2 separate regions of the Canis lupus genome follow, and region 1 is linked to region 2. A link is a contact called in public Hi-C data. All regions are on one chromosome and are shown on one strand. Each heading gives the region's core, a stretch centred on a gene start, on an enhancer-like site or on the middle of the called end of the contact. The rest is flanking DNA. Distances are from core to core; before and after follow the strand shown. Region 1 holds the start of ARPP19 (cAMP-regulated phosphoprotein 19). Region 2 overlaps MYO5C (unconventional myosin-Vc).

Region 1 (5,778 bases), core at 574-3,073, 260 kb before region 2:
AAAATTGTTAAAATCCTCCCATTAAGAGTAAGGTAATGATTCAACAAAGGAGATTAAGAAGGAACAGCCAGAGGAGTAGGAAAGAATAAAAGTGTAGTATCCTAGAAGTCAAGAGAAATAAATTTTGAAAAACAGGATGTTGGTGATCAGCGTGCAATTTAAAATATTAAGGTACATGGTTAATGATGCAGAGGAGTGTTACCTGGGGAAGGATGACTTCTCAGGCCCCCACAATGGGGCACTGACCTTTGTAAGTTTCCCATTGGCCAAAGTCTGCCTCCCAGAAATTCAAACTTGCCCTCATGTGAGTGTCCTATCTTTCAGGAACAGAATCTTTTTATCCAAGATCACATATACTGATTTTTTATATATGTGGTCTCAGATTTTAACTCGAGGTCACAAATATATTCATTTAGGATATATACCAGAATGCCAATTTATTAATAAAAATACAACTGTTTGGGGCACCTGGGTGGTTCAGTTGCTTAAGTGTCTACCTTCGGCTCAGGTCATGATCCCAGACTCCCGGGATCCAGCCCCGCAATGAGGTCGCTGCTCAGAGAGGAGCTTGATTCTCCCTCTCCCTCTGCTATTCCCCTTGCTTGTGTTCTCTCTCTCTGTCTCTAAAATAAATAAATAAAATCTTTAAAAATAAACAAACAAAGTGTTTAAAACAAAAATACAACTGTTAGATGGTTGTTAGCCTAACTAGCACATTCTCCTTTCTCCCTATAGTTCTGTATGAAGGAAAGGCAAAATTTCAGTAAGTTACTTTGTGATTATGGAATGAGAATAGCTAAGCTCATGAATTTCTCAGCTGACCCAGCTTAAAGCACTCCTAAAGGATATCTTGGTCGAAGAGTTGCCTTCTTGAATTCTTGAATTCTAAGTACATGGTTGCCTGACAAGCGTCTTCCTTCTTTACTCCTGAAGGAGTGCAGTGTAACACTTGGTTTTTCAAGTTGCAATCCCAACGCAAGTCTTCCTGTCTGAGATTCTTCCTAGGAAACTCTGATTGAATGTTTTGATGGTTTCCAAACTCCCACAGAATTGCTTTTTACTAGTTTAACTCTTAGAGGTCAATCTTATTTCCAAGTTTCTGAGAGACACTTCATTGAAATGACCTTTATAGTACTGCCAGTAGCTACTCAGATGCCTATTAGAATGAGGATTAGAGGTAAAGCCAACAGATTTGGTAATTAAGAAGGCCATTGGGTGAGTTTGTTGCCAGGGGTTTCAGCAAAGTTGTGGAAGTGGACCTGGGGTGTAGACCAATGAATGGAACATAAATTTCTTCGTGGGATTTTTATTGAACATCTAGGACAATGCTGGCCTCTGGGAGTGAAATACAAGCAAATGTGGACGAGGTCTCTGTCCTAAGGTAGCTTATCTGGGCGGGAAAAGGGCCAGTGAATTGTTATTATTACTCTATTAATAGTAATAGCAATTAATGTCTCATGATACAGTGTATGTTGCTGGAGAACTCTGCAGAGATGTGATAGCATTTAAAGAAGTGGACCTGACCTAGTGTAGGGGCTCAAGAAAAGCCTGAGATGATGTAGAATGGGGGGAGGGAGGGGGATGTGAGAGATGCATATGGTTAAGAAGGCAAAGCGGAGCCGGGAGAGATTGTGGAACGGAGCAGCACAGGGCTTTGGAGCGCGCAAAAGACAATATGCCCGGTTACAGCGCGAGAACAAGTACGAGAATCGGACTGGGCGAGTCCGGGAAAGCAGAAATTATGAAGTCCCTGGAACAGGCGGGAAAGGGGCGGGGCGGAGGGAGGAGAGGCGGCTCCGCTTGTAAACTACAATTCCCAGGAAGCATCTGGCCGGCGGACGTGAGGTAACGCGCGAGCCGCGACCTTTGAAGGAAGAAAGGAAGTGCTTCGGCGTCGCAGGGCCGGAGCCGCGGGGTAAGGTAGGCAGGGGCGCGGCGCGGCAGGGGCGGCCGGGCCGCCGCGGGTCGCGGTCGCCGAGCGCTGCGGGGCTCCGTGTCGTCATAAGGCACGGCCATTTTCGCGGGCGGAGGCGGCCCGAGCGGGCGCTGGGAGAGCAGGGGCGGGTGGGCCTCGGCCACCGGGTAATCGCATCTTCCCCGGCGTGTCGTTGCAGAAGGAGCAGTATGTCCGCGGAAGTCCCTGAGGCAGCCTCCGCGGAGGAGCAGAAGGTGAGTGTGGTCGCGGAAGGCCCAGGAGGAGCGCGCCGGGGGCCGGGCCTGCGGGGCGGCCTGCTGCGGCCGCGTGCGGAGGGGCGCGCCCGCCGGGAGTCGGGCGGCGGCGCCTGGTGCGGAGGGCGGGTCCGGCCCTCACGGCCCGGGCTCTCGCGCGTCCGCCGCCCGCAGGCCCGGCTGCTCAGCGCCAGCGTGGTGGGAGTGGGAGCCTTGTCCACGTCGGCGCCGCCCCTCGGCCGGGCGCGTGGTTCCTTGCCCTCGACTGCACATGCGAGCGGGTTTTATGCGTGGAACCTGAGTTTCCCCGTGAGTTTCACTTTGCGCAGGAAGTTGTATTTCTCCCGTGAAGAACTAACTCTGCCACTCCTGGTGTTGCCCGCATGCCTTTAACTCCTGAGGCGGTCGTCGCGTGTTTGGGCGGGGAGTTCAGACCTGGGTTGGCAGTTCGGTTCCAACCCTTGTTGGCCCCGTGACCTTCACCAGTCGCTAAACGCCTTAGTTTTCAGTCTCCTCATCTGTAAAAGTAAGAATAGCGATACTTCATGCGGTTGTTGTGGGGCTTCAACGAGCTAGGTGACTTCTGTGCTCAGAAATGTAAAGCCACTGGGATCCGCATATGGTACTTGTCTGGAAATGGAAGGCTTGGCATTTAAAAAATTTTACCAACTCAGTTGACCTGGATTTTCGTAGAGACAGGAATCTGTAATATCCTTCAGAGGTAGGAGGGTACGCCACAAATCCGTATACTTCAAATTATGAGTATTGAGGTTTTCTTTTTTTAATCTATGCTAGTTCTTGCCTGTTCCACCATTATTCCTGTTGCCCTACCCTCCTAGGTAATTGTGGCTGCCCTACAAAGGCCCAGGATACCTTGTTTCTTAAATTGTTGATGGAAAATTACCAGCACTTTTTCTTGAAAAAAAAAAATCAGAAGGCATTATCATAAATAGGATTTGGCCTAATGCTTGGACTTTGTAAGGGCTTCTGCTTAATGTTCTACCCATGCTCCTAATCAGGTTGGAAATTTAATTAGTGTGTTCTAAGCCCATTCCATATATTCTTACAAGTTAAGTTTTCTTCAGTTGGATGGATCTGTTACATTGTTATTATTTTAAAAAAAGAAAAAGCAATAGTATAAATAAGAGGCCAAGTTAGGATATTATTAGGGAATATTCCGATGAAGGCTGTGTTGGGTATTTTTTATGTTTAACAAAAATGAACTTTTAGGACAAAAAAAACACAAACGTAGTGTAAAGATTACAGTAACATGAAATGTCAATTATTAACTAAAAAATATTTATTGTGGTGTTCATAATTGCTTGGGATTTAAGAACTCCAGGAAAAAAACAACAAATTGTCTCTATACTGTTCTGTCCTAAACACTAAAATCAACCTCAGTTTTGACTTATGATATAGAAGAGTATGCTATGTAATTTTCTTTTGTGAGATTTGTTAGTGTGTTGCCAAAGTGTAAAGTGTTGATTTCTAAAATGTAAATGCTTTTACCTGGAACAGCCTAATGTTCTGACCCTTAACAGTATGAAACATGTCTTGAATGTTTTCTTTTCATGAATATCTACATTAAAATTTTAATTCAAGTCCTGTGGTTTTAGGGCTGCTGTCATTAATACCAAAGTGTAGGGGTAATATAGTGTCCCTTCTTGCATTAGGGATTGGCTGTAGATGTTAAGTGCCTGTAGCATGGATACCATCCCTAAACATGAGAATGTGCAGAGTCACTTCTGTGTTCCTATGGGCCAAATCACCTGTTTCTTCCATTTGGAAGAATAGTTAGATGACCTAAAAAATTGGATTATTCTCTCTGTACCCAGTTGACCTTTCAATTAAAGCCAAAGTATTCAGCTAAAATACCTTTATAGTTTTATAGTACATTAGCCAATTGCCTCTGAAAAATTAACAGAGATCAGCCTGCATGGAGTAGAGCTAAGTCACTGTTTCTCTGAGTGCCCCTTATTAAGAGAAGAAAACTGTATAGACCACTGTTTTTTTAATTGGGATATTAACTAAATATGTATGAACTTGAAAATAAGTATAAGCATCTGTTTCTTTAATACTGCTTTAAAATTAAAACGGGCACCTGGAAGGCTCAGTTGGTGGAGCGTGCAACTTTTGATCTCAGAGTGGTGAGTTTGAGCCCCACACTGGATGTAGAGATTACTTTAAACATTTTTTTAAAAAATTAAAAACAAATACAAACAAAATTAGTGTAAATTATTGTGTCATGGTATTTTGCTGAAAATAAATTTCCAATGTATTGAGAATGTGGTATCAATTGTTAAAGTGCGGGAACTCTTCAATATGGCAGGTTAATGGTCCCCTAGTGATATGATGACTCAGTTCTTTTTAAAGTGTAATCTATGTGATCATTTAACTCTAAGGTCAAAAATGCATCATTACATTTTAAATTGAGCTCTGTTCTTTTCTCATTATCTTGGATAATTAGAGTAGTACTGCTCAGTCTCGGTCATAAATGAAAGCTCACATGGAACTCATGTGGCACTTAAATATGAGATGGCATTTCAGATGTGCTAGTGTATGCTTATATTTTTTCTTGTAGATTATCACTGAAGTGAAAACAAAACATTAAAAATTAAGCAGAGACTTTTTGGATCTGTTACCTGTGATTCCACTTTGAATAACACTAAGCTCAGTCAGACAGGTGTGCGCTCTAGTTCTGGGGTGAGAAGAGGCATGTGGAGACTTAAAATACATAAATCTATTTTCATTGTGAGCATCTTAATTTCAGGGACCCTCCTTTATCTTTTCTCACATAGCATCTAACTTACTCGATTCATTCCATTCATTTTATTCAGAAAATATTGGTTGAATGAAATTTTCTCAGAATTTTTCATATGAAACCATTGGCAGGGATCCCTGGGTGGCGCAGCGGTTTGGTGCCTGCCTTTGGCCCAGGGCGCAATCCTGGAGACCCTGGATCGAATCCCACGTCGGGCTCCCAGTGCATGGAGCCTGCTTCTCCCTCTGCCTGTGTCTCTGCCTCTCTCTCTCTCTCTCTCTCTCTCTGTGACTATCATAAATAAATAAAAAAAAAAAAATTAAACCATTGGCAAAGTACTATTTCAATATAGATGGCAGTGGTTGTACTGCAGTTTAAAAAGGGGAGGGATTTGGACACCTGGGTGGCTCAGTGGTTTAGCTCCTGCCTTTGGCCCAGGGCATGATCCTGGAGTCCCTGGATTGAGTCCCACGTCGTGCTCCCTGCAAGGAGCCTGCTTCTCCCTCTGCCTGTGTCTCTGCCTCTGTCTCTGTGTTCCTCATGAATAAATAAAGTCTTAAAAAAAAAAAAAAGTAGGAGGAGGGATAGACTATAGTAATACGAAAACCTTTGTTTAGACCCACTTTGGAAATCTGAATGAAAGTAGAGGATTAGGGATCCCTGGGTGGCACAGCGGTTTAGCGCCTGCCTTTGGCCCAGGGCGCGATCCTGGAGACCGGATCCTGGAGACCCGGGATCGAATCCCACATCGGGCTCTCGGTGCATGGAGCCTGCTTCTCCCTCTGCCTATGTCTCTGCCTCTCTCTCTCTGTGACTATCGTAAATAAATAAAAATTTTAAAAAAATTA
Region 2 (5,392 bases), core at 1,209-3,708:
CTTGATGCAGGCTCCATGCCGCTGCGGCCCTCCTGCTTTCCTCTGAGGCCTGGTCATTCTCAAGCCAGCTCATCCTTGTCTCTGGCACAGGCCTGGATGGATGCCCAGGGGCCCCTGCCGGGTGGGCTGCTGCTGGGTTAGAGGGCCAGACACCCCTGATGGGGCTTGTGCTTGTGTTTGAAGGAGGACGACAGGCACCTGGAGGTGTTCTGTGAGCTCCTGGGCCTGGAGAGGAGCAAAATTGCTCAGTGGCTGTGCAATCGCAAAATCATCACAACCTCCGAGACGGTGGTGAAGCCCATGACCAGGCCCCAGGCCATCAACGCCAGGGACGCACTGGCCAAAAAGATCTACGCTCACCTGTTCGACTTCATTGTGGAGAGAATTAACCAAGCGTTGCAGTTTTCAGGCAAGCAGCACACTTTTATTGGTGTTTTGGACATTTATGGGTAAGATTCTCTTCTGTGAGCCTGTCTTTCCTCATTGAAATGTCAAATGCCCATTATTTTTAGATCATTTTGTTCTGGTTTCTCATTTGTGTTTCACATGATCAGAAAGATGGTGGTGTCTGTGTTTGCACTTGTGGATGTTAAGTTCCGTCCCCTGGGCTACAGTGTGCTTATGTAGAGCAGGTTACATAGATGCTGAACTAACAGTGACCTGCACCAAGAGGCTTCTGTGCTGGGTGGTCCCCACGCACTTTCTGCCTCTCAAGCAGAGGCGAAACAACCAAGGCTTACATGCAGAAGTGTGTTGGCCGTTGCTCAGCTGGTGGTAGAGCCCATGTCTGGTTCTCTGCAGAGGCCTCATGAGGGGGTGGAGCCCTGACACAACTCTCCCATTTCAAAGGGGCCAAATGACAGCCCCAGACATCCTGTGCCCTGCCTGTGCTCACAGGGTCAGAGGTGGGCGCAAAGCCAGGGCTCTGACAGCCAGCTTCGCACACCAGAATCCTCTTCCATTCTCGGACCCCAGCCCTTCTCCAGCTGGCGTAATACCATTGAGGACAAAGTTCTCACCACACTGGAGTTGCTCTTCCTCCTCTTTGCCTGGTCCTCCTTTTTCTAAATCCAAGGCCACATGTGTGCCCAAGATGCTTATAGCATCCCCAGATGGCATGAGTGAGGGCAGGCCAGCGTGGAGGCAGGTTCTCAGGCTTCTTGGTGCTCAGGCTTTTGTTTGTCAACAGCTGCCTTCAGATGCTCAACGCTTCACCCCTCCCAGGACCAGTCCTGGTTTCTCAGGCAGATCATTCCATTCAAGGTGTCCCCCTCAGCCTGGAGTGTGTTCCCTCCCACCCAGTGAGCAGTAGGCCAACCCCTCCTCCCCATACAAAGGGGAGAGCCCCCACAGCAGATGGGCCGTGATGATGCTGTTGAACTTTTACCCAGGTGCAGAGAATCGGCTTTCCCATAGCTGTGTAATGTGAGACAGTGCCTCAAGGGAGGTACTTTGTTTAATTTAGATTCTGAGTTAATACATGTGACTCCCAATTAATAGCGTATGTCAACAGTTCTAAAATATTGATACGTTACTGGGATAGTCTAGTAAATGATTTACCTTGTCTTGTGCTACAAAGAGGATTTGAGGAGCCAGTGAGAATCTAAGTAGACTTTTAAAAAGAAATAATCTTTTTAAACAATGGTCTCTATTATTGGTAGAGTTACGTGATTGCTATAGTATTCTGTTCTTTTCTGTGTTTTTAAATGTCTTAAAAATAAACAGTCCTCTAAGGATATATTATTCCATTCAGTCAACACCTATTTAAGTGCCAGACATGTGATGGGTGGGATTGATAAACAGAATAGGCATATGGCCCATGTCTTTTTGGGACTTAAATTTTAGTAGAGAAAGCCGGCAGGCAATTAGAGATTGGGATGGTTCTTGTGATGGGAATAAGTAGAGAGCAGATGGATGTGCCAGAGATAACGGGGGCCAGGGGAGAGAGGAGGCAGCTGAGTACACGAAGTGAGTGAGGAGTCAGGCAGGCAGGAGTCAGATCCATGAAGCCTGGAGGCCAATGGGATAAGGAATTCGAAGTTTTGGTTAAGTGAGCAAACCTGAGACAGTAACTAAATTTATAAGAACATGCTTAGAGTAGACCTTAAATTAAAATTTTAAAATTAAAATCCTCTTCAAAAACGCTAAAGGTTGAGTGCTTGCTGCCATGTCAGAACTAACAGGCTCCTCTAAAAGAATGAGGTCCTTTCTGAGTGCTGCTGCTGCTGCCTGGGGTGAACCCTTTCAGGCCTCTCCCCATCTGGCATGTTCCTGTGGATCAGCCCCGGCTCACGCACGCCAGGCAGCTTTTGAGAGAACTGGGCTCAGTTGGACCTGGAAATACAGCAGCCTCAAAGGAGAAGTTACGAGCACTGAAAATGATGACAGGCAAAGCTGTGAGCCTTGAGGTTTCGGCTCAGAACAACATGAAACCTTGTGGTTCCCCAGCCAGTTGGCGTCTACGTGCCGTGCACCCAGAGTGAGCAAGGCCCAGGGCTGGGGGTCGGGACCCGGAGAGGGAGTGCTGTGGCACCACTGTGTGGCCCCAAGAAAGTCACAAGACCTCTCCAAACCTCGTTTCTGCCTCTGTAAGCTGGGGCCCCTCGCGCAGGGTTATGATGAACTTCAAATGGAAAAAATTGTGAAGGCATCTTAAGAACCATAAGCATCATTCACACGTGAAGTGTTGTAATAGCTAATGTGCTTCTGGCATTTTAGGTCCAAGATTTAGGTCCTTCCGTGGGTTTTGAATTTCAGATCTGAGGGCCCGTTTTTGGAAGAAGGAGTATGTAAGAGGACAGGAAAATAATTGATATTTGATATTCCACCCCTGCTCTAGAAAGCCTCCCCTTTGGCCCTGGCTGTGGGCCGTGGAGCACCACGAGGCCCTCTGGACTCACCCCCAGCCCGAGCTATGTGGGTTCTACTCCTGCTTTGAGTCACCCTGGAGCTGTCTAGAGCACCATCCAGGTCCTTAACCCACTCAGAAATTCCTACCTGAGCCAACCTGGGTTAGTCAAGTGGGATTCCCAGGGAACCGCGGTTGGAGCCAGCAGGAACTACTCACGATTAGAGCCATTAAGAACCAAGGCTTTGAAAAAAAAAAAAAAAGAACCAAGGCTTTGGAGACCCCAGAGCTGGGGTCAAAATGCTTGTCTGGTACCACTTGCTGCTGTTGGCCTCTGGCTGTCAGGTGTGACGAGGGGTCCTGCTGGTCCCGCGCCCTGCGCGTCAGGGTTAAGTGAGGTGGCGGAGCACCAAGCCCGATACCTGCAGCGCTCAGCTTCCTCCTGGCAGGAGCGTTCACCTGGCTGTAGAGTGAGAGAGTTCACGCGCCAGTTCACATTCCCAGCTTCCTTGGGGGTCTGGCGGTCTCACAGCCAGCCCAGTGCTAGTCCTGGTCGAGGCCAGGAGCTGAGCGACAGCTGCCCCGGGGGACAGCCCTGCTTGTGGCCCACGCACCGCTCACGGCAGCGCTGCCTCCACCTGCTTCCTGTTTCTCTCACCACCTGCCTCCTCCCAGGCCCTGGGTTTGCAACTCTAGAGACAAGTATTCAAAGTCTGAAAATAGACGCCTTGGCGTCTGCTGTGCTGTAGGCTCTTTACTGACCTTGCCCTTGTCTTCCAAACCCTGAAGCCAGGCCGTGGGGAGGCAGAGCTGTGCCGCCCCTCACTCAGCAGAGTGGGGAGCAGCGGCCTTGTCCGCCCCCCCAACCCCCCAAGCACAGGTGCTGTGAGCAGGCAGGTTCTCCACTGAGTCCGACACTCCCTGCGTGACCTCAGGCATGCTTCGTGACCTCTCGCAGCTTTAGCTCCTCATCCACAAAGAGAGTAATTGTTTGTGGGCGCTGTTATGTGAAGCAAACAGCCCACTGTGACCAGCCTGTCATGAGGCCGCCTCAGGGTAGGCGTTTTGTACACACCAGATTCCTTCCAGAGGCCGCCTGGAAAAAGATGATTTATAAACTGCCAGGATATTAAAACCAGAAGCTATGAAGCGTAGTTAAAACTTGCAGAAAACAGCCAACTTTTAAACTATGAAGTTTGTCAAAAAATGCTTATCTGTAAACAAATGCATGTGCCCTGCACGGATGTTTTAACTTGTTCAAACCATATTTCAGTTTTGAAACCTTTGATGTGAACAGCTTTGAACAGTTTTGCATCAATTACGCTAATGAGAAGCTGCAGCAGCAGTTTAACCTGGTAGGTGACTCTTCCGCCTTCTTGAAACTTGGTTCTCAGCCCTGCGTGTGCACCGCGGCCTCTCCTCAGGAGCCCCACGCTGGGTCACTGCACCACCTTGTGGCCCTGTCTTGAAATCACACCTTCCCAGCCTATTCCATCCTGTTCTAGCCGCCTGGCATGAGCTCAGCCGAGTCCATCACCTGCCTGCACCTGCTCACAGACCCTCTGAGCATCAGGACCAAATGCTGGAGTTTCCTGAAGGCCCCAGGGCCTTGCAAGCCTCTTTATGTTTGTACCTGCTCCCCTCTGTGCCATAACCCACCGGCTCCTGTCCTTTCCCCATCCCTTCTTCTTGATCTGGCAAATTCCTGCTCATCTGTTGAAATTCAGCTTCTCTCAAACAATTCCTGAGGAAAAAATAGTATGACATCATGGAGAGCATGGACTTTTGCTCAAAGAGAACTGGCTTTGACTCTCTGCTCTCCCGCCTTCTTCTTCTGAGACCTCAGGCTCAGAACCTCAGTTTCTTCTTTTGGAAAAACAAGTCACTGGTATCCGCCTGCCTAATATTGTTATGAGGAGTAGACCTAACATTGAATCATAGTAAGTGTTTCTTTTCTTTCCTTTTCTGCACTTTAGAATTAATCCATGTATAACATTAAATTTCACCCCATTGCAAATTTATGTTTTGTTAGCATTCTCAAGGATTCCCTAGAAGTTTAGTATTTCATAACTACAAGTAAAGCTTATTCCAGGTAGATATGCTGCATGACTCACCTGAAGTCACCCCACCATCCTTTGCATTCCCCTCCGCCCCCATCACTACTCTGCTCTCTCTGGCTTGTGTAAGAGTCATGTTTCACAACCTCCGATTGGGCTTCTGTGGTGGCAGAGGGATCTTCTGTGGGAGGCTTTCTCCTTGCTACCCCTTCTCTCCCCACCACTTGCAGTTAGGATGAGCCCAAGCCAGATCTCTGGGGAGCCTCCCTGGCACCCTTATGGCCTGAACTAGTCATGAACAAAGTTGTCCACGTGTTGGCTTCTGACACTGTCCTCACAGCCAGCATTCTCAGGCAGGCTGGCTCCCACCCAGCCCTAGAGGCTGCATCTGTCTTGGAAAGCGGCAGTGCTGTGAGCAGGGAGGGGTTGCAGGACCACCCTGAGTGGGCTCCGTGTTGGAGGCAACAGGATGTGGGGTCCCACTCAG

What was found. A called contact is a pair of places that touch in the nucleus more often than the background predicts.
Region 1: a contact with region 2 is called in a Hi-C map of blood, with 3 times the contacts expected there. The contact joins the promoter of ARPP19 here to the enhancer-like site in region 2. A contact is called at or near these places in 3 of 9 Hi-C or Micro-C datasets (amygdala, blood and skin fibroblasts).

What each region holds. Positions count from the first base shown.
Region 1 is chr30:18,499,613-18,505,390 of UU_Cfam_GSD_1.0, reverse strand. ARPP19 (cAMP-regulated phosphoprotein 19) reads left to right here and starts at 1,823. Exons shown (of 4, transcript XM_038580450.1): 1 at 1,823-1,920; 2 at 2,115-2,169. The coding sequence starts at 2,125.
Region 2 is chr30:18,236,942-18,242,333 of UU_Cfam_GSD_1.0, reverse strand. MYO5C (unconventional myosin-Vc) reads left to right here. Exons shown (of 41, transcript XM_038580442.1): 10 at 184-449; 11 at 4,122-4,203. Among named protein-coding and RNA genes, the nearest start is that of MYO5C, 36 kb to the left of the region's middle. Within about 2 kb of position 2,458, at least 8 of the 20 cell types and tissues checked have an H3K27ac peak or open chromatin away from gene starts, as enhancers often do. A contact at or near this core is called in blood, where this site is marked.